Regions from separate parts of the Mus musculus genome. Here all the other regions are linked to region 1. A link is a contact called in public HiChIP or PLAC-seq and promoter capture Hi-C data. All regions are on one chromosome and are shown on one strand. Each heading gives the region's core, a stretch centred on a gene start, on an enhancer-like site or on the middle of the called end of the contact. The rest is flanking DNA. Distances are from core to core; before and after follow the strand shown. Region 1 holds the start of Otulin (OTU deubiquitinase with linear linkage specificity). Region 2 overlaps Myo10 (myosin X). Region 3 holds the start of Retreg1 (reticulophagy regulator 1). Region 4 overlaps Retreg1 (reticulophagy regulator 1). Region 5 overlaps Retreg1 (reticulophagy regulator 1).

Region 1 (4,094 bases), core at 867-3,366:
TTAATTTCCTCAGACTATTGTAACAAAAAACAACAAATCAGAGGGCAAACAACAGAAAGTTAAAGTTTTGGAAGCTGAAAGTGTGCTGTGAGATTGCTGGCAGGGTTAAGCTTTAGCCAAAGAGTCTTTGGATAGCCTTTGTTTGCTTTATCTTAGCTTCTGGTAAGTTCCATCATTCCTTAGGTTTTAGCTGCGTTCCTTCAATCTCTGTCTTCTTCCCCACATGGCTTTATTCCCTCTGCTGTTTATCTGTCTGTGTGGTCAGTCTCTCCTCTCAAAACACCAATCAATAGCTTTACAGGACACCCCAATCCAACATGACATCACCTTACTAATCTCATAGACAGAGATTCTTCCCCCATCCCCCGGCCCCCCGAAGTCAGATTGGGATGTTCCAGATGGACGTGAACTGGGTGATGACCTACTACAATCCTTCCTCCTTAAGTTCCTCAACCAGTTTGCTTACCATTTTATGCTTTGAATTTTCAGCAGGTGTGTTTCTTACTTTTTAAAGAAAAAAAAAAAAAAGGAAAAGAACACCTCAGAGTTATTTGTCTCAAGACAAACGTTCTTTCTTTCTTTCTTTCTTTCTTTCTTTCTTTCTTTCTTTCTCTTGTTTTTGTTTTTGTTTTGTTTTGTTTTGTTTTGTTTTTTTGAGGCAGGGTTTCTCTGTGTAGCCCTGGCTGTCCTGAAACTCACTTTGTAGACCATGCTGGCCTCGAACTCAGAAATTCGCCTGCCTCTGCCTCCCAAGTGGTGGGATTAAAGGCGTGCACCATCTCACCCAGCACAAATGTTCTTTCTATAGTTTATCCTCTTATGTTCCCACCTCCCCGAGTTTATCTTTACAGGTTCTTTACAAAGAACATAGCCCTCCCCTGAAAGAAAGTAAGATAGTTTAGTCTGGAGCCAAGGAAATATGAGGCACAATGGTCCAGGAACACAGATTTGACTTATTCCAAATAGTCTCCATATGCTCCAGCCTAATGGCTTCCTTGCTTTTTTGTTTGTTTGTTTGTTTTTTTAAATAGTAACAGAACAAATCAAACATTAAGTCAAAGGTCTTTCTAAAACGCATCAGGTAGATGGTAGAAATGTTTGTTAAATGTTTGTTATGTGATCTGATGTTATTCTGGCCGTAAGTCTGTAGATCCCAATGATTTACCTAAAAGCTATAATGAGGTTGGCAATAAATGGCTATTAAGGAGAACTGAAGATCGCCCAAGACTGTGCAGCTTACTCCTAATCGGTAATATTCTAGCTCTCCATAATCAAGGACGTTTTAATCACCCAATCAGCCTTGGGGATGTTTAACACTAGTGTGCTCCCCTCACCTCTGAACATCAGTTTAGTCCTATGCTTTAATATTTAACTGCAGGCAAAAATGATCTTTCATAAATGGCCTTATAGAGAGAACACGGAAAAGACGAAGCTCAAGCTTATCAATCTAAACTTGGCTTTTTATGATCTGACTTCCAATCTTACTTTTCGGTTCTGCCCCTGAACCTATCTGCAGGCTTCCGAAATGTCCCTGCCTCGCTATTGCTCCATACTCGGGTTCTGCCTCAAGGCTGGAGCCATGCCTACTAACTCACCCACTCTCCCCGGCTTCTGCGCCTCCACGGTCATACCTTGGAAATCTGTTAATGTCAGCCCTTTACTCTTACTCTTAAATCGATCACATGAAGCAATCTAATTCAAGATGGCACAGAATGTTGTGCTTGCTCAACTACGACCCCACAGCCGAGGTCAAGGCCACGTGGGCTCCAGAGGCCGCGCTGGCACTGAGGAACGGTGCCAGCAGAACTTTTAGGGGACCAAGGATGAAGTTCTGTACCGAGGTAAGTACTACCCGGCATCCTAACTCTCTCAACTCCACACCGCCCAGCCGCGTGTCCTGCCCAGCCTCCAACATCCCCCAACACCACCTACTGAGCCCGGACATGCGCAGTGGGCACACGGCGCGGGCCGCTCCAGGCTCCGCGGCTCAAATCCGCTCTGCGCAGGCGTCCTCCCTCCATTCCCAGCCCCGCCCGTTCCAGGTCCCCTAGCCTCTCGCCACGCCCCCTTGCTGCAGGTCAAAGGTCGCGGGGCGGGCCACAGTGACGCTTACGGAAGCGCTCTGCGGACCTCGCGGGGTGCGGGGCAGCGCAGCCACGGCTCCGGACGGCGGGACGGCAGGGCCCGGCGTGGCCGCGGATGAGTCGGGGAACCATGCCCCAGCCCGGAGCGTGGCCCGGTGCAAGCTGCGCCGAGACGCCGGCGCGCGAGGCCGGGGCCGCGGCGCGGGACGGCGGGAAGGTGACGGCCGGCGCGCAGCCCCGGGCCGCGACGCGATGCCCGGCCGAGCAGTGAGTGAGCGGGGCGGGCGTGGGAGCGGGCGCGGGCGCGGGGCTGCGTGGGTTCCCTCGGTTTCAGGTCGGCTACCCAGACCGAGCAGTAGAGAGTCGGGAGTGTGGACCCTGTCACAGCTCGGTCACCCAGGCCGCCACACTCCCGCTTTGACAACTGTCCAATCCTGAAGTTAGGGAAAGCGCTAGGAATTTGGGAAAGAAATCCAGAGAGGCCCCTTTAATGATCCACTGACTCCCTGTAGCTCTTTTCCCCTAACCTAGCTCGGAGGAAGTGAGTTCGCCCCAGTAACAGCCACAGAATTGTCCTGCGATGTCACCACTTGAAGAGTTTCCCACCTGTTGGACAGACTTTGGCCACAGGCTGGCCCTCTCCGTTTTACCCCGTCAGACCCTGGCTAGGTATTCCTACCACTCTTTGCTTTTACACACACACACACACACACACACACACACAGGCACACAGTTTTAGAGCAGTTCCTTATTGACTGTGAAGAAAAACAGTAAGTTAGAAGCGATTTCACTGTGCAGGGTTTGGAGGTGTCTACTGAGTTCGTGGCACAGTTCTAGATGTCTTTGGACTTAGAAAATCAAAAGCTCCGACAGTCAGTTTTCTTATGATCCAAAAGTTAAAGCATAAGGTGTGTCTAGATGGACCTTTAGAGCTCTTTCAATTTCCTAAGAAGGGGTCTTTTGAAGCCTTGTTAAGGAAGACGGGATATAATAGCAGCTCAGTTGTGAGGTGCTTTGCGGTGGGCTTTGACCGCTTTCGTTTATTGAGCGCCCGAGTGTGATGGTAATTATTCCTGTAATGAGCTAGTGGTAACAGGAAAGGTATAGAGTGGGAAGCCTTAACCTTCTCTAAGAGCTAGGCTGCCAATTAGCGTTAGTGACATTGTCTGTTAGCTTTGGGACTTGGGGAGCTTTTAGCTCTTTATTTGGGTCAGCATTATCTAAGCTTCAGCCATAGTTGCTGTAGTCAATGAATCTAGATAGCCTGGTTTTTTTAAATGAAATGTCCTGATTCTTAAGTAGGGACACTTATTTTTCTTTCTATTGAGCTCCTTTATATTACAGGGCCATGTTTGAGTTGGTCTAGTCTGTGGTTGCCAGGTTGAAACTGTCTAGGTTAGAGATGTCTCTTTCCTCTGCTCTTCCTCTGCTTCCTGACGGCTCTGCCTTTCAGCCTGCTTTCCTAGTCCATTCCTTTCCTGGATGCCCAGCCTTTTAAGCCCTGCACCTCAGTCTTACCCTAGCAGTTTCACATGCCTTGAAAGATACCTGAGCCTTTGAGGCCAGAACCACATTCTCCAACGTACACACAGTTGTTTGGAAGGTTTTCTGGTGTGGTGGTTCTCACGAACACCTTGGGGAACGGACCTCAAAGGGAAGGAGTCTTCACACTGCTGTTAGTCTTAAAGCTGAAACCTGGGTTTGTCATCTCACTCTTGAGGAAACAGGTGCGGATTGTGTTGTTAGGCAGGGAGAAACAGGTAGGAGATTTTAAGACCATGGTTCTTGACACCTCCCCCCCCCCCCCCAACTCCCTACCCCTTACCCCCTTCTTCTTGACCTCCTCAGCAACACTGGACAGAGAGGCATGGCTTATAACCACGCCTATGTTTGTAATTTGAATGTTATTAGCTGTTTCTTTTTTTCCTTACTGCCTGTGTTGGCTTTAATTGACCCATTTTCTCTTGACTCTTCAGGTGTGGAAATGAGGCTAGTGTATAGTGTAACTCA
Region 2 (4,094 bases), core at 933-3,432, 1.8 Mb after region 1:
AGAGTGTTGATCCATAACCAGGCCACTCCTTGATCAGGGCCATATACTTGGCCATGGCTTGTTCCTGGTTCATCCCCTGCAGTTTCTTCCACTTGTCAATGATGCTGGTGCGAGCCGAGCAGACTTCCTCCTTGATCCACATGTCCAGCATCTGCTCCTCCTCCGCCTTCTGCCGAACCACCGACCCGGTCCGGAAGCTCCGCCGCAGCGTGCCCTCCAGGAAGCTGGTCCGTCTCTTCTCGAGGCGCTCGTACGGGGTGAAGGTTTTGGTCGACTGACTAATGCGAGCTCTGAGTCTCTGCACAGAGTAAACCTCCTCGAGGGGTGGGATGGAGGTGTGCGGGGTATAGTCGCCCTGCAGATACTGCAGTCTCAGGGCAGCCAGCACTTGGAGGCTTTCCTCAGGGGCTGGGTGGTGGCCATGGATGACGGCTTCGTGGGCCTAAAGGAGGTGACAGACAGCAAATATGTCAGGAAACCTCTACTCATGCCATGCAGACTGTATCCCAGCCTCCCTTTTAAGCTTAAATTCCTCCCCCGCAAAGCACCCACCTACCCCCACGTTTCCACTTGGATTTCTCCTAGCAAAGCACGGCCTGCCGCTTCCAAGCCAAATTCCTCCCCTTCATGGGTGTCATCCAACCCTGGAGTGGCTTTTACTCCTATGGTCTCTTGGCAGTGATACTTTTTTTAAATTCACTTTACATCCTGATTGCTGTCCCCCTCCCAGTCCCCCCTCTACTCCCCCTCCCCTTCTCCTCTGAGAGAGTGGAGGTGCCCTGCCTGAGTATCCCCTGACTCTGGCACATCAAGTGTCTTGGCAGTGGTGTTCAAACCGAGTGCTCATTCCACAGTGAGTGGTTAGCTTTTCCTTGCTGGTAAGTCTGCTACCGCACCTAATCCTACAGACTTTAGCAGTTTATTTATTTGCTGCAGTAATGGGCTTCTCTCTCTTGTCTCTGACAAAGGAAAAGAATCTGTCTCTTGGAGTTCCTTTTACCTGTTCAAACATAAACGCAAACTCCACGCTGTCTTTTGGCATGCTGTCGGTGTCCAGGAAGCAATAAAGTTTGAAGTAGAATTTCCATGGCGCGTCCCCGGCTTCTGACGTGGCAGCTAGCCTACAGGCAGAAGCCACAAAAGTCTCAGAGCAAAACCAGAAATGGGCCATGGTAACCCACAGAGGGCTGATTTCACACAGCGTACTCTGAAGATGAAGCTGTCCTACCATATGATGGGACAAAGAGGTGACACAAGGGGTCGTCACACAAACAAAATAGCAAGGCAGTCCTTGTCAGATCTCCTGGGTAGTTTAACCAGAGGGAAAGTGCATTGTTCCAGCCAGGTTCCACTTTAGGGTAGATAATAAAGAGAAAGCTTTCAAGCAAAGAGGGCCAACAGGTGGCAGAGAGGAAAAGGTAAATAGATTAACAAGGGTAAAATATAAACTAACGCAAACACACGTGTTCTCCAGGCGTTTTGAAGGGGAGGAACTTACTTTTCAAACTTTGCCAGGACGTCAGCTACGATGGTCCGGCTTTCGATGGCCTTGTCCACCTGTCCGTTGTACTCAAACAAGGCAAACATGTTCCTGCTGTCCTCCATGGCGAGCCCTCGGATCAGCTTCTCCACCACCTGGAAGACACATCAGGGGCTCTCAGCTCAGACGCTGCTGCCGCCATGCGCTTTACATGCATACGACGTCATCTGTCGGAGGGAGAGGCTGGTGTGGCAGGGTCCACACAGCCCTCTGAGACTGCTGCCCCGGAGCCTGAGCATGTACTGGCTTGCTCTTACTGTCTTGATAAATTCAGCTTTGACTTTCTTCTTCCCTCCCCTCCCCGGGGCGTGGGGGGAGGGGCAGGGGAGAGGAGGACCACTAACTTACGGTTTTCTTTTTTTGCAAAGCCTCAGTAGTTGGAAAAATAAATGAAACCCCTAAGTCCCATCTTTTATCCGATATATTGATAAGCCTTGAGAAACAGTGGCGATTTCTAATGATGAGTCACTTCAAAAGGCTCCTAAGGCTTAATTAGCAACGCCACCATCATTCCAAGCTTTTGTTGGGCTTGATTTAAGAGGTCAGGGGAAAATGTGCTCTTCTGATGTGGTATTCTCCACATTCTCATGGCAGGCACAGAGAGACACCTGGTGGCCGAAGAGACTCGACACACCCTTCTCACAGGGTTTCCCCATTGCAGATCTAGACACGTTCAAGATGGGGGAGATTACGTCTGAGGGACACTGGCTTAGGTGGAGCTTTGCATTTGCACGTAACTCAACTTTTACCTCTACTGTGTGTGTGTGTGTGTGTGTGTGTGCGTGCGCTTGGCTGCTGGCTGTACTGACTTCCTTGCTTGTTGAGCGGATACACTGAGCATAAACACACATTCAGGTACCACAGGCGTATGGGCCAGTGTGCAACAAGCACAAGGCGATTGACTGTCGGCATTCCCTACCTCCCCGGCTGTGGTGTGGGAGTTGATGGTGATCTTGCAGGAGCCTCCGCCATGGCAATACACTGTGGACGTCATTTCCTGCCGGTGGATCAGAGCTTCGATTTCATCTCGGGAAGGCACAAACTCTCTGCATTTGGTTTTCTTAAGGGATTCGTAGATAAAGAGGGCGTACTTCTCCATCTCGGTTCCTGGGAACTGTTCCCGTATCCTGGGAGACAAAGGTGACTGTGAACTGGAGATAGACACAGGCTGGCCAGAGGGAGCTGGGATGTGGGGAGGGTTCAGCAGCAGAGGCTGGGAGGCTGCCCCCTTGTGGTGACAGGAGTGAATGGCAGTGTCTTTCTGGTTAGGTCCAGCTTTAGTTCAGACATGGAAAAAGTAAAGAACCTACGTTGCGGGTAGTCCGCTGCCAGTTTTTTTTTTTTTTTATGTGGCACCGCTAATAACCAAAATTATAATGCCTTGGGCCATGGCCTTGAATTCAAAAAGATCTGCCTGCATCTGCCTCCTGCTGGGATTAAATGTGTGCACGCCATGCCTACACCTGGCCTTTCTTTGTTAATGTAGGGGTTCACGATGTACTCTATCTAGGCTGGCCTTGAACTCTCGTTCCTCCTGCCTCAGTGAGGAGATTACCAAAACAAGACACCGTGTCCAGCTTTAAATGTTGTTTGCCACAGTTGAGCAAAATGAGACTTGTTAGCTGCCTTTGCCACACACAGAACAATGAGATTAGACAGACTACTCAGAGATTCACCTACGTAGCCATTTTTTTACCTAAAAGTATTCCATAACCTCACGCTGTCAACCTCAGAATAAAATCTGATAAGAACTAAGTCAGTTCACACACACACACACACACACACACACACACACACAATCAAAGTTGGGGTTTTCTATAGAGAGAGTAATTAAATGTACCCAGCATGAATACATTAGTGGCTTGATTCTTCATTCGGCTTAAAGGGCAAGAGGACATCTAAGTCATACACACTTGCTTGAGGGGCCCTGTGGGTCGGGCTGGAGAGCCCTGTCGCAGCGTTTGATGTCGCAATGGTGGATTATACCTCTGTAAGCTCTGCCCAGCTTCTTTCAAAAGTGCCCCCTGGCCTAGTGCTCTACCTTTTCAGGTGGAACTTGAGGTATTTGAGGATCCCGCGGCTCGGCAGGAAGGTGCAGCTGAGGCAGGTCAGGATCTGCCAGCTGTAAAGGTTGCCCACGCTGCCGGGATGGGGCACCTTGTTGGTCTGTTTGATGAGCTGACAATACAGTTCATCCCGCAGAGGCCGCAGGTCGTGCCCGGTCTGCAGGATGCCCTGGATGATAGGGATGGGGTCGGACATGGACTCCAGTTGTTGGAGAGAATTGAATATCTTGATGGCTTCGTCCTGAAGGGTCGTGTAGCCTTTGTCTTTCAGCACTAGGGAAAGAAAGCCAACCGAAATCACTGGAGGGGCTGGAAGAAGTTATGACAGGCGCAGGAGACTAAAGGAAGGGATGGGGGTGGGGACAAGCAGCCACTTCTAAGGAATGTCCGCGCAGAGGCGAGCGAGCTGCACTGCTCTGTTAAGACAGCTGAGGTTTTAGTACAGAACCTGCTTGATTAAAACCTGAACTATAGTTGGACAGCTCTCT
Region 3 (4,094 bases), core at 1,102-3,601, 1.8 Mb after region 1:
ACGTCTAAAGGGAAGAAACAACCAGAGTTGTTGTAACAGATACATAGGCACTGCAGAGAAAAGATAATCACAGTGTCCTGGAACACAAGAAAAGCATTCAGTCTTAGACAAATGCAAATTTAAAACCATCCCGGAGTACCCTTTCCCCTTACTAGATTTACAAGAGAAAAACGATTTTCAGAAGCTTCTTGGCAAAAGCATAGAGGAGCAAGCTGTCACACCCACTGCCGGGGAGCAAAGAATCTGGTAGAATCCCAACAACAGTATGGCGGCCATACCCACAATACAGTGACAGCCATGAAAATGCAAGGGCACATGCCCTCTGACCCAACTGTTTTTCTTGTGGGACTCACCCTTTAAACGGTTCCATAATATGTACAAAATGATACACACTACAAGACTCAGCTATCGCACTCAAAATGTGCATGCTCTGAACTACAGCTGAGCCTCCTTGGGGAGGTTCAACACTCTTGGAAAGGAATTCTATGCGTTGAAAACAACAAGGAGTACTCAGCAAGGCGTCCACCCATCCTTAGTGTGCCAGCTCACAGTCTGCACAACACACAGAACTTCTGCTGAAACAGGCACCATCCAAAAAAAAAAAAAAAAAGAAAACAACAACAACTCAGAGAGCTAGCTGCCCCTGTGGCCTCTGGGAGGAAGCTGAGAAGCCGAGATGGGCGTGGGAAAGAGATTTTCAAAGGGAGAAGATTTTCAAAGTGTTTACATTTTTGTACCTTCAAGCTTCAGAACTGTGGTGTTTTTAAGTAAATAAAACTTTAAAACCTAAAACAGGCTGCTTATTAGTAAATCATTGAGACCCAGCCCTAAGACTTGGTGTCCTGCCCAGCCTAGCTCACTATGATATAACCTCTTCATTTAATGGCTACGGTAACTTTACAACAGGATAGAGACCTGGGTTAAACTCCAGAAACAGCAAGACTGAGAGACCCAAAGCTAATTAACATCCACAGACAGCAACAAGACACAGCTCGTTTTCAGAGTAAACCAAGACCAGCGGGGAGCTGAAGAAAATCCTTCACGTTGCTCAAGTTATTAATCTTGAAGAAAAAAATAACAGGCTACGTCTCTTTTTATGCATTTATTTATTTCCCAACTTTGGGGTTAAGAAACCTACGTCCTGTAAATAGGTACTTGTTAGGGAAACTGCTTATTCGGAACTTCGAGGGCCCTGTTTGTTATGAAGGCACTTAGCAAACAAAGGTTTTTTTTCCCCCTTGATGAACTAGTACCAGACGATACGGCTCATGGTTCCGTGATGGAGCCAGACGCTGCCTGATGCTTACCTAGGCAGAACACTTTCTGGTGAGGCAAACCTGTTGATTGGGGGCTACTCAAAGAAAATCCCTCCCCTATTCCCTCTGGAGTTTCTCTGAAATTACTACCCACCCACCCCCCACCTCCACCTCCACCCCACCCCCACAGCTGTGCAGTCTTGGGGCGGGGCGCTGTACCTAATCCACCTGTTTGTTTACCTCCTGCTTTCTCATCTGGGATCTAAGACAGTAAACCCTACCCTCCAGGGGAAAGAAAAACAAATCATTCACTGCCCATCTCTGGTGGCCCACGAAGGCAGCAGCATATAGAATGTACCTAAGGTGGCCCAGATATGCCTCCGCGGGTGCAAAAAATTAATTCAAGCCCTCGGGCCTCTGAACCCCCCATACTTGAAAGTACAGGTCAAGACCTGAGAGTTAACAATACCAGGGCCGAAGTTTTCAAGAGCTCTGGACCATCCCTAGATACAGGAGCTCACGTGGGTCAGCTGACCATCATCACCTCCCCTTGGAGACTGGACACCCGCAGCAAGGGTGACAGCCACTCACAGGGAAGTGCGTCTAGAGGAAAGTTGAAATGGGTGACTACCTGTTTCAGACAGGTGACCAAGCAAGTGGGACCAGGCTTCACTTCCACCGCAGAGGCCCCCGCAACCCCCCCAGCCAGGCCACATCCGGCCATGGGCGCCCCAAGGTGACCTGCCCTCTGGGGCGCCCCCACCCAGCCCGAGCGCTCACCAGAACAGCAGGTTGGCACCCAGGAAGGTGAGCAGGCTGCGCAGCGGCCTCTTCCAGCTCAGGAGCTCGTCTGCGCGCCAGCCCAGCCACAGCACGGGTTCCCCGAGCAGCCAGGTCAGGGCGGCGGCCACCCTCCCGGCGGCCTCCTCCACCTGCGGCCCCGCGCCCTCTGGCCCTGCTTCCTCTCCGGGAACTCCAGGCCGCGGCGGCTGCTCCTCGGTAGCCGGGCATCCTTGTGTGGCGTGCTCCTCGGGCGCCGGGCTCGCCATCTTCAGCGGTGTTTTGCTGGCGGGGACGGGGATGGGGACGGGGACAGGGAGGGAGGCGGGCGGGCGGGTGGGCGGGCACGCGCGCGCGCGCGCCTGGCGGTGAGCGTCGGGAGAGCAGCGGAGACAACGGGGGACCGGTCGGGGCGCAGGGTGCGCACCGCGGGGTGCTGGCGGCTGGGTGCCTTGTGACGTCAGGCCTGGCCGCGCCGGGAAAGAGGGTGCGGTCAAGTTCGTGTAGGGGCGGGGCCGCCCTGGGTCTGGCTGCACATCCTGGGCTCGGATCCGTGGGTGCTAGCTGGGCGGCGTCCCTGGAGAGCCTGGGACCAACGAAAATACTTCCTCTTTCCTTCCAGTTGAGGGGGCCAGGTAGAGGACTCGCCCCCAAGGGAAGTCTGGGCTTTGGATTTTAAAAGGGGGAAGGTGGTGCATTCTCACTTTCTCCAGCCAGAGCAGACAAGTCGTCCATCCTTTAGTATTGAAGAAAATAGCTGGGTGCCCCTGGCCATGTATTTTAGCACTTAGGACTCAGCCCTTGTCCAGGTCCCTTGCAGGAACACCCTGCCTAACTGTGTCAGATAGAAACGCTGACTTGGGAAAGGAAGAAAAGCACACTTGGAGTCAAGGAAGAACCGGTTTGGCCCTCTGATTTCAAGAGTGAGGACCCGCCAGACCACAGGGCACACGCTGGTGAAAGTCGCTTCCAGTTAAGTGAGTTGTTCTTTGCAGAATGTCATTGAGCTGATCAGGAAGCAGAGAAGGCAGAGGGTGGCCTGTGGCCTGCCTCTGCTAGTGTGCCAAGTTTTAGAGGTGTTTCAGTAGATCCGATGTGCCTGTCACAGGGCGGCCTCAGAGGTCGAAGAATACCGGAGCTCCCCATGTGGTTCTCCTGGTTGTGGGAAAAACTAAAGGACTGCTGTGCATGTCCAGTCTCTGTTCGTTTCTCTAGAATGAAATCCCCTCCTGCAATCATGAGAGTCGATGCATCAGGGGTACCTGGTATCCTCTGGGCATACTCTGTATCCAGCCTGCATTCACGGGATGAATTTGGTGCGTTCTCAAAGCAAAGAGAGACCACCGCCCCTGGGTTAAAGTTTGTAATGCTAATCTAGAGGGCCTCTGTGTCTATGAATGTAAACATTTATTTACACATTACAGGCTAGACGTGGACAGTTATCTAAATGAATGTTGTATTTGAAGGAATCACAAGTCTAGGGTTCACACAAAAGTTGGTTGACCACCCACTGTGTGCCTGGTACACTGCTGGGTCCTGTGGATGTGACTTCTACCTGCAAGAGACTCACAGTCCAAAAGGTATCACTTACAATTGATAAACGCTGTGATGGAAATCCTCAGTGCCAAGAGATTTCTCCTTTAAACTGCATCCAAAAATCAGGTTTCAGAAGGGTTTGGGATGTAGCTCTTGACTTGTTAAAGCTCAGAGACTCACGGTGGGCGTGGCCAGAGGGAGCAGGGCTCTCTGTTGGGAGTTCTGCTTGGGAAAAGGTCACATGAGTTGCAGGTATAGATCAGTCATTGTTTTCTTCAAGGACATTGTTACTCTGCAATGACAACTTGCCATCCGGGTGACAGCTCCATGCAGAGAGGTTCTGGAAGCAAGGAAAAGGCAGTATGGGAACAATTCAGTCATCCTTCCCACCCAAAGAACTTTGTCCAATGTGGGACCTTCTTGGCCTTGGTGGAGGAGCTTGGGGTGGATAAAGATGCTTTTTGATGTGATTTGGGCTTTGTTTAGTACTTGACAGGGACATGAGCTGAGGACGCAGGGCGG
Region 4 (4,094 bases), core at 547-3,046, 1.7 Mb after region 1:
CATTTCTCAGATGACTTTAGTTTGTGTCAAGGTGACATACATCTAGCCAGGACACTGGGTAATTCATAAAGTAAGAAGTTTGATTTCCTATATTTCAGGAGGCTGGTAAGTTTAAGGTCAAGGCACCCACATCTGACAAGTGTCTGCTGACTGTCTTAGCCTGCAGTGAAAGTCAGAAAAGCAAGAGGATGTATCCGAGAGAAGGGGGTGAGACTCCCCTCTTCACCAGGATGCCACTGCCACAGCAATGAGGTAAACCACTCATAAAGCAGAACCCACATAGTCACCCCTAAGGGTCTCCTTCCCCAAGTCACCAACACAGTTCAAATCACAGTGCCCCTCAATGGGCCATGAGCTAGAAAACCAGAGTTAAACAGCCCCCAAATGTCAATCTTGATAAACTGAGCCCAGTACACATTACTAGGGCTGTTCATGACTCCCTGACCACATGCCAGCATCTTGAAACAATGGGCTCCAAGATGCACCATCCACCCCTGGGAGTACACACCAACCTGCTACTGTGGGCTAGGTTGAATCATGTTGGTTATGACAGAACAGCCATAGGACAGCACAGAGATGGGTATATACCCTGTCATGAGCCCTACCAGCTTCCTACACATTCAAAAGAAGTCGAACCAAAAAGCTAACACTGGTCCATCACCATCAGCTAAACTCCAGAATCTGTTTCTCAGTAGCTTTCTCACTAACTCCCCCCACACCCCGGACCCCATTCAGGGCAGCACACTGCAGTCAAGTATTAAATCCACAGACACTCAGAGATGATGAGAATTGCTGGGGTCTCTCCTGTGTTTTCATGAGGTCCACTAAGTTCTGGTGGGTCCTGTAGGTAGCTTCCTGTTTGGGTTTGTCTCCTGTTTTTCTCAGCATTAGACTGAGAGTCAGCAAGAAAACCTTGAAGCTGGCTGCATCAGCTCACACAGTGTTCAAAGGGCCCACATGACTGACCACTGGTCATGTCGAATGGATCACTTGGCAGAGGCAGTGTTTTCAGATAGGCACACTGTCAAGCCGCCATCTTTTCTCTCCCTACTTAATCCAATCTGCACTCAAAGAATTAATGGTGAGGCCCAAGGGACCAAAGTCTTAAGGCCTATGCAACGGAGTGTGGGCATGTAGGAGGGGCTCTTTTCTCCTCCATTGCTCCAACCTATGAACCCGGGTTCCGGTCTTCTGCTCTCTGCATTATTTAATGCCAGAGTTCCAGGCACAAAGTTGATTTTGTCCCTGACTGAACGTTGATTCTCTAACCCCTCACATGAGCTAAAGGCCATCTCTGTGGTTGTCACACTTGCCCACTTGACACTGCCCTCATGACAAGTGAGACCCTGAGTTCCTTCCAAAGTGACTCCATCTCCTTCTTACCCGGTGTCAACACCAGCCAGGAGACAACCTCAGAAGCCAGCAGCTAGGGGACAGGGACACAAATGGGCAGTAAGTGTCTGCAGTCCACACATATATCCATCCCTATGAATGCACATGATAGAGGATGCTGTACAGGCTCACGCATTTTTGGGGTATGAGCTGTGTCCACGGAATGGGCCCTGTGAACTCTTTCCAGTGTGCTCTCATGAAGCCAAGAGTAACAAGCTGTCATTTTCCCCCCAACTTTGACAAAATCTCCAAAAACTTCAATACACCAAGCCCGGATTTCCTCGCCAGGTGGGTCATCCGTCCCGACCTTCCATGTTTGTCTTCTCTGGAGACGATTAGATGAAGCCGTGGCTTAAAAATAAAACAAAACTTGGCCTCACTGCATGCGCCTACTTTTAGCACCAAACCATGGCAAGCTCCCACACAGCTCCCGGGAGTTTTCACAGCAGATTCCCACCGGTAGCTCTGCCTTCAGCCTTATCCACAGCCAACACAAATATTTTCTCTTCAACTCGAGTTCATGTTTTCTGCTTGGTTTTTTGTTTGTTTGGTTGGTTTTGGTTTTTTTGTTTTGTTTTGTTTTTTGTTTCATGAGACAAAAATCACAAGCCATACTAAAAATGTCAAAGTACAGTGGCCCTGCTCGGACTCCTCCTAAGCTGGCTTCTCTGGCCAGGAAGGCAGTTAAAATATAAGGATCAACTCAGTCCTAAATATAAGTTGAGAGCAAAGGAACGCCGAGTGTCAGAAGCTTTACGAGAGGTCAGAGAACAGCACGAGCCCCGTCATGTGCAAGCAAGGACATCGTGTTTACGCTGCTCCGAAGGGCAATGGCTGTCCCTTCTCCCCATGGCTGAGCACCTGGCCTCGTGTGAGAAAACAGACAGGAAGTTCCTGTCAACAGCGACAAAGCAGCCTTTTCTGAGTTCTGTGTGGTGACAGAGAGTGACCACCAGCCCCATAGCTACAGAGGAAGGCTACTCTCAAGCCAGTCTGCTCAAGACTGAGGCTGGAAAAGACAAAGTCGCTCCTGGACTCCCCCCATGAGCATGACAACTGTCAGGGTAAGACTTGGGCACAGAGAAGTGAATCCTGGGTTCCAAAGAGCATTAGCTAAATTTCTCAGGGAAATGCAACAACAGGATGGACACATACACAGACTGACTTAAGGAAAAAACAAACCAAAACCAAAAACAACAACAACAAAAACACCGTTCCTGTACTCAGGAGAGAGAGGGTTGGCAAGGCTTTCAAACACTGTAGTTATGAAGTAGGAGTTGCTATATTCACAGTTCACTGCTGAGCTTATTATATCTAAAAAGTCCTTTACAAGGGCATCATAATGGGTGTCTGATCAAACAGATACGCACTGTAGCCTAGATGAATTCACACCTTTTTATTTTTATTCTATGTATTTTGCTTACGCTGTTTGTGAACCACTCTCGTGCAATGCCTGCAGAGGCCAGAAGAGGGCGTCAGACCCAATGGAGCAGAACTATAGATGGCTGGGAGCTACCACGTGGGTTCTGGGAATTGAACCCAGGTCCTTGATAAGAAGCAGCAAGTGCTCTTAAATGCAAAGCCATCCCTCCAATCTCCTTAAATGTACACAAATTTAAACACTGCACTGGGGGAATCTCCCAGTGTTTATAGGGGGCAGATTACTGTGCTTGTCAAATGGACCAAGAAGATTATAGGCAAGCATTCACTCTCTTTCCAAGAAAAAAAAAATCTGACTCTTTGGAACAGACAAGAAAATCCCAAGCTCTGTTCACTCATTAGCACTCATTTGTTGGAAGCCCTCTGCACAGATCCCATGAGGCATTGCAATCATACACCAGCTATGGAGGGGTAGATGGGCTCAGATGCCAAGGATCTAAGGCAAGAAGGAGGCTTACAGATGCCATGCCCAAACTGCAGGACAGAGGGACTATCAGCAAGCAGCTCGATGTGGATTGTGTTGTCAGATCCCTGTAGGCAGTGAAGACTTACCAGTTGTGGAGAGGTGTGTGGGACCAACTTGGCTAAAGACAATTGCTTCTCCCAGTGACACAGTAGTGGCTGATCAGACCAGGGATAAAAATGCCAGGTTCCCTGAGATTTGGGGTGCCACTGTCTGGCTGTCCTAGCTCTAGAGAGTCCCGTAGGGGTCAGTTGAAGGTCTTTATCTAGCCTTCTCCCCCTTTCCTACCCCTCCTCCCTGAAGGTGATTCCTTGCGTACTCCTTGTCACAGTTTTGCCTCAGCAACTCAGTGTCAGCCTCTGGGGGTTCCTAGAGAGGACAGTGCATCTGAGTCACTCGCCTGGTGTTCGGGTGGGCGTGCCGGTGCATGGGAGATCTGCAGTTCTATCTGAGCAGGCTCTGGGTGGAACTAAAAAACAACCCACCACATAAGGCCATGTGAGGCACAGCCGGTCACACAGGCGGGATTTATAGGGCTGTGTAGACTTCAAATTCCAGAGTCCACCTTTTACATCTGAAGACAAGACAGAAAAATGCTTTGTTCTAACATTATGAACTAACCAGTACCCGGGAGCTCTTGTCTTTAGCTGCATATGTATCAAAAGATGGCCTAGTCGGCCATCACTGGAAAGAGAGGCCCATTGGACACACAAACTTTATATGCCCCAGTACAGGGGAACGCCAGGGCCAAAAAGGGGGAGTGGGTGGGTAGGGGAGTGGGGGTTGGTGGGTATGGGGG
Region 5 (4,094 bases), core at 1,094-3,593, 1.7 Mb after region 1:
CAAACTTTATATGCCCCAGTACAGGGGAACGCCAGGGCCAAAAAGGGGGAGTGGGTGGGCAGGGGAGTGGGGGTGGGTGGATATGGGGGACTTTTGGTATAGCATTGGAAATGTAAATGAGCTAAATACCTAATAAAAATGGAAAAAAAAAATAAACTGTCTATCTGAAAGCGGGGAGATGTGCTAGCTAGGGTTTGACCAACAACACGAATACCGAAACAAGTGAGTCTTAGTGTCATTTTCAAAAAGTAAGATCTCTTGTGGGCACTTCGCTTCTCATAGTCCACTGAGTCTACAGCAAGTGTGCTTACTGTTACTGTTCCTAACTCCAGAGACTTCAAGTGAGGAGGCATAGCCCTCAACCAGCGAGATGACACATGACCACGTAGTGCCTGAGAACACACCCATGCCCACATGGCACATGTATACACACACACACACACACAGAGAGACAGAGAGACAGAGAGAGAGAGGGAGAGAGACTTCACACATGAAAGTGACATGTTAGAAATAGCTTTTAATCTCAAGCTACTAGAGAAAAATTAATTTGTAAACTAAGGGGGTTGGATAAGAGAGACAAACTTGTTAAATACAAAATGTTTTCATTGCTGTGGACAGGGTAGGATAAACTTGTTGCTGTGTGGCTATAGACTGTCCCAAAGTGCAAAGTCTATTTAAAAGTGAAGACTATTTTTCAAAACAAAACATTTTTAATATTTTCACATATTTTTAACTTGTTAAAGGAGATAATTACCAAAGAGATGGGAAAGAGAGGGACAGGAAAAACCAAGTGTGTGTGTGTGTGTGTGTGTGTGTGTGTGTGTGTGTGCTGTATGTTATGTGTGTTGGGGGAGGGACTAGAATATAAATGAATCTTGAAGGTCCAGTTTGAATTCTTAGTACTGCTAAAACCAAGAAGCAATGTACACAGCAAGGCCATCTACAGACTAAGGCCAATTTCCTTTTCATAAAGCTGTTTTTCAGTTTTATTTCTGCCATTTGTAACAAAATAAAGAACTAACACATTTTAAGCTAAAATAACTGAAAACTATACATTTTAAATTATGAGGCAGACAATTATTAAAAATAATTGTAGAATAAGATTACACAGATTAGCAAGACTTTTTATTTAGGTAACTTTTTTTTTAAGTTGAAAAGAGCCAGGGAGATTGAATAATGATTCAGATAAACAGAGAAACCCATTTCAAGTCCAGAGTGTCATGAGCAGACAACACCTTCCAGGGGACAGGGACTCTTCCGACACTTAGAAACTCAATAACCTCATTTTAGTGATCATGTCTGATTTATTATATTCCAGGTTACTGCCGAGGAAGTTGAAGTCTAGATTCTTTATCTGTGTGGCTCAAGGTCACATGGAACAGGAGTGACCGGCACAGGAAGTACACGGTCCACACTGGAACATACAGATCACTTCAGAGACGAATGGCAGAGGGCATCCATCCCTAACTACGACGAAATGAGTCAAAATAGAGACAGGTAAAGAGCAGCCCTGGTTCTAGGCCAAACTTGGGCCTCTTCTCTCTTTCAAGCACAGTAGCAGTTTCTATGCAGTTCCCAGTAGCCATCCTACAGTCTGGGGCCAGCTGCTCAGACTAAATTATATCCTTCTGTATAATGACGGACGGCCCTGACTGCGGTCTGCTAAGGGCTTCATCGGCAAGCACTGTCTCAGATCATCACTACGTGATCCTTGTTCTCTCAACAAGTCACCACAGCACCCTGCGAGTCAGGACTGGTGTGCCAGTCTCCATTTTACCCCCAGAGAAAATGGGGCTCAGGAGATCTGTTACTGGAAGCCATGCTTTTTCTATTGTCTTCATGCAGAAATTCCACTGTGATGGTTTATGATCCTTGTAATGCTCACTCCCCATTGGATTTTAAATCACATTAAAAATGTTGTGGACTCTCTTCTGAGCTCTCTGAGACAAGCAGAAAGGCCTGGGGACAGAGCTCGCTTGTTCCAGTGCTTGCCTCACACACACTTCTCTGGTAACTTTGTAGATTTTCCATAGTCATGTGTGAATTCGTGATCCAATAATCACATTCAAACATACTTAGAAGATTCCTGGCAGAGCACTATGGGAGACTGTTTCACAGTGTGATTTTATTAGAGATAGGAAGTATACATAAATCGAAGCTAAACAGTATTTTTCAGAAAGTTAGCCATGTCATCGTCCAATGTAACAAGCTTTTAAAAAAAGATTTGTAATAACTTGTCACCTAGCAACTGTGACAAACAGCTGGTGCAGCCCTCACACCTATAAATACGTTTTGGCCTAGAGACCTTTCATTCTCAGCGAGTGACTCAGGGTCTCATGCTCACTGCTGGTGACCATCTGTTGATGCTAATTCCTGTTGAATTTTTCTTAGAAAGGTCAGTCAATATCTGGTTACACACTTTACCATTTCTTAGTGTAACGTGTCGGAATTTTTTCTTAATCCCCTGGAGACTTGCTATGCCCTCTATGAGTGAATATGTGTAGGGAGAGGAACAAAATAAGGACAGGGAAATGTCTCTCTCCACACACAGAATTAGAGCCATGACGAAGCAAATGGGATGTGTCAACTGGAGGATTAAACAAGCAAGCAAGAGATTAAACAATTACAGAGTGCTCAGAGCGGTCTCTCACTTTCTCAGACCAATTAGGCAAGGAGCACCTTCTCCCAGGGACAGGGACAAAGAGGCGCCAGCTCCGTGCCTGTTTTTCTTACCCACAGAAGCTGAGCCCCACCTTCTTTGGGCAACTTAGTGTTCTGTTTAGACCCCTCATACACGAACACGCACACAAACATGTACACTTACACACAATCATGCATGCATGCACACACACCCCTCCCTCCCTCCCTCCCTCCCTCCCTCCCTCCCTCCCTCCCTCCCTCCCTCCCTAGTTTGAAAAGGAACAGGAATTGGCCAGTCCTTGAGACTGTCCTTCCCCCATGTATCTCAAACTAAGCAGTGCCACTTTGGGACAGGGAGACACGATTATCTAATCCACCATCTAGAAGGATGCTTTCTTCTGCTAGCTGGGAGATTCTTTTGACGTGCCTGAGGATAAGACACCAGCCATTTTCAACTTTTCTGCCTTTGTTAGTGTCTAATAACTAGGCTCTATAAGACAAGGTCCCAAGCAAGGAAATGACCTTCCCAAGTATAAGGCAAGCAAGCACTCAATGGAGACATGTGGAAGACTAAGAGGCCCGTCCTTCTTGAATACCAACGCCAAGATTTGATTCAATCACTTCCCTGTCTGTCCCGAAGCAGGAAAAGACTTCCACTCTATCCTCAAAGGGCAGATAAAAATCAGAGTCAAGAACCAGGCTTCACGGAAAGCAACCTGTTATTGTGGAGGGAGTATGCCAACTTCGAATTCTATTTGATCTGTAGTTTCCAGCAAATTACAGTCCAGGATTTATTGCACTTGGGCTCAGAAGTAAATGTCCATTCCCTGGTTTTTGGATCTTAGGTTTAGAGGTATGAAACTGGTGACAATTTTTTTTTAAAAGAATATGTTTCTTAGAATTGAAAAACGATCAATGGACAACATAATTCCTGATTTTGCTCTTTAGAGATTAGACTAATGACACTGGGTCTGAGCCCAAACTGACAGAATTGCCGAGTCATTCCAACTTGTGTCTAATACAAAGGCCAATTAATTAATTAATCATTAATTAATACAAAAGAAAATTAATTGTGATGTATATGATAAAGAAGGATAACATGGGTTCTGGAAAAAAAACTTGATGACTCTCCTGCATTGCACAGGTATCAGCTACTAACCAACACGGTGGACCGTTTGACTGTAGGTCACATTCATGCCTTGAGCCTTTCTTTAAAGAGTGTACTTATTTGTTTCTTTCTGTAGGTAAGCCATCAGTTGAATGAAATAATTAGCAGCTATGAAAAGAATATATCCATGCCAAATGACCACACCCTACTGGGCATAAAATCAACTGCATTCTCAACGGGGTATCTCTGCTCTGCTAAACTCGTGTATATTTTGAAAAAAACTTGATATGGTGTAGATGGTGCAGGTGTTAATGGTAAATTAGCATAATGCAGTACCCACGGGCAG

The links. Promoter capture Hi-C pulls out the DNA fragments that hold promoters and counts their contacts. HiChIP or PLAC-seq counts read pairs in DNA pulled down with a chosen protein or histone mark.
Region 2: an H3K27ac HiChIP or PLAC-seq map of embryonic stem cells shows a contact between it and region 1, with 8 times the contacts expected there. The contact joins the enhancer-like site here to the promoter of Otulin in region 1. A contact is called at or near these places in 6 of 39 promoter capture datasets (the 3T3-L1 cell line, hippocampal neurons, liver and 2 more) and 1 of 115 datasets of contacts at active chromatin or transcription factors (embryonic stem cells).
Region 3: a promoter capture Hi-C map of pre-B cells shows a contact between it and region 1. The contact joins the promoter of Retreg1 here to the promoter of Otulin in region 1. A contact is called at or near these places in 4 of 39 promoter capture datasets (the C10 cell line, hippocampal neurons, liver and 1 more).
Region 4: a contact with region 1 is called in a promoter capture Hi-C map of liver, with 6 times the contacts expected there. The contact joins the enhancer-like site here to the promoter of Otulin in region 1. A contact is called at or near these places in 5 of 39 promoter capture datasets (the 3T3-L1 cell line, hippocampal neurons, liver and 1 more), 1 of 484 Hi-C or Micro-C datasets (liver) and 2 of 115 datasets of contacts at active chromatin or transcription factors (extraembryonic endoderm stem cells and hepatocytes).
Region 5: a contact with region 1 is called in a promoter capture Hi-C map of liver, with 8 times the contacts expected there. The contact joins the enhancer-like site here to the promoter of Otulin in region 1. A contact is called at or near these places in 4 of 39 promoter capture datasets (hippocampal neurons, liver and pre-B cells) and 2 of 115 datasets of contacts at active chromatin or transcription factors (extraembryonic endoderm stem cells and hepatocytes).

What each region holds. Positions count from the first base shown.
Region 1 is chr15:27,628,715-27,632,808 of GRCm38.p6, reverse strand. Otulin (OTU deubiquitinase with linear linkage specificity) reads left to right here and starts at 2,116. Exons shown (of 7, transcript NM_001013792.2): 1 at 2,116-2,351. The coding sequence starts at 2,200.
Region 2 is chr15:25,804,084-25,808,177 of GRCm38.p6, reverse strand. It overlaps Myo10 (myosin X), which reads right to left. Exons shown (of 41, transcript NM_019472.2): 35 at 3,582-3,879; 36 at 2,460-2,667; 37 at 1,499-1,635; 38 at 1,001-1,121; 39 at 1-442. Among named protein-coding and RNA genes, the nearest start is that of Retreg1, 37 kb to the left of the region's middle. Within about 2 kb of position 2,182, at least 32 of the 459 cell types and tissues checked have an H3K27ac peak or open chromatin away from gene starts, as enhancers often do. A contact at or near this core is called in embryonic stem cells, where this site is marked.
Region 3 is chr15:25,841,555-25,845,648 of GRCm38.p6, reverse strand. Retreg1 (reticulophagy regulator 1) reads right to left here and starts at 2,351. Exons shown (of 9, transcript NM_001034851.2): 1 at 2,037-2,351. The coding sequence starts at 2,305.
Region 4 is chr15:25,927,808-25,931,901 of GRCm38.p6, reverse strand. All of the region lies in intron 3 of Retreg1 (reticulophagy regulator 1), which reads right to left. Among named protein-coding and RNA genes, the nearest start is that of Mir7212, 18 kb to the left of the region's middle. Within about 2 kb of position 1,796, at least 19 of the 459 cell types and tissues checked have an H3K27ac peak or open chromatin away from gene starts, as enhancers often do. A contact at or near this core is called in hepatocytes, hippocampal neurons and liver, where this site is marked.
Region 5 is chr15:25,955,215-25,959,308 of GRCm38.p6, reverse strand. The region is part of intron 3 of Retreg1 (reticulophagy regulator 1); the gene reads right to left. Among named protein-coding and RNA genes, the nearest start is that of Mir7212, 9.0 kb to the right of the region's middle. Within about 2 kb of position 2,343, at least 65 of the 459 cell types and tissues checked have an H3K27ac peak or open chromatin away from gene starts, as enhancers often do. A contact at or near this core is called in liver, where this site is marked.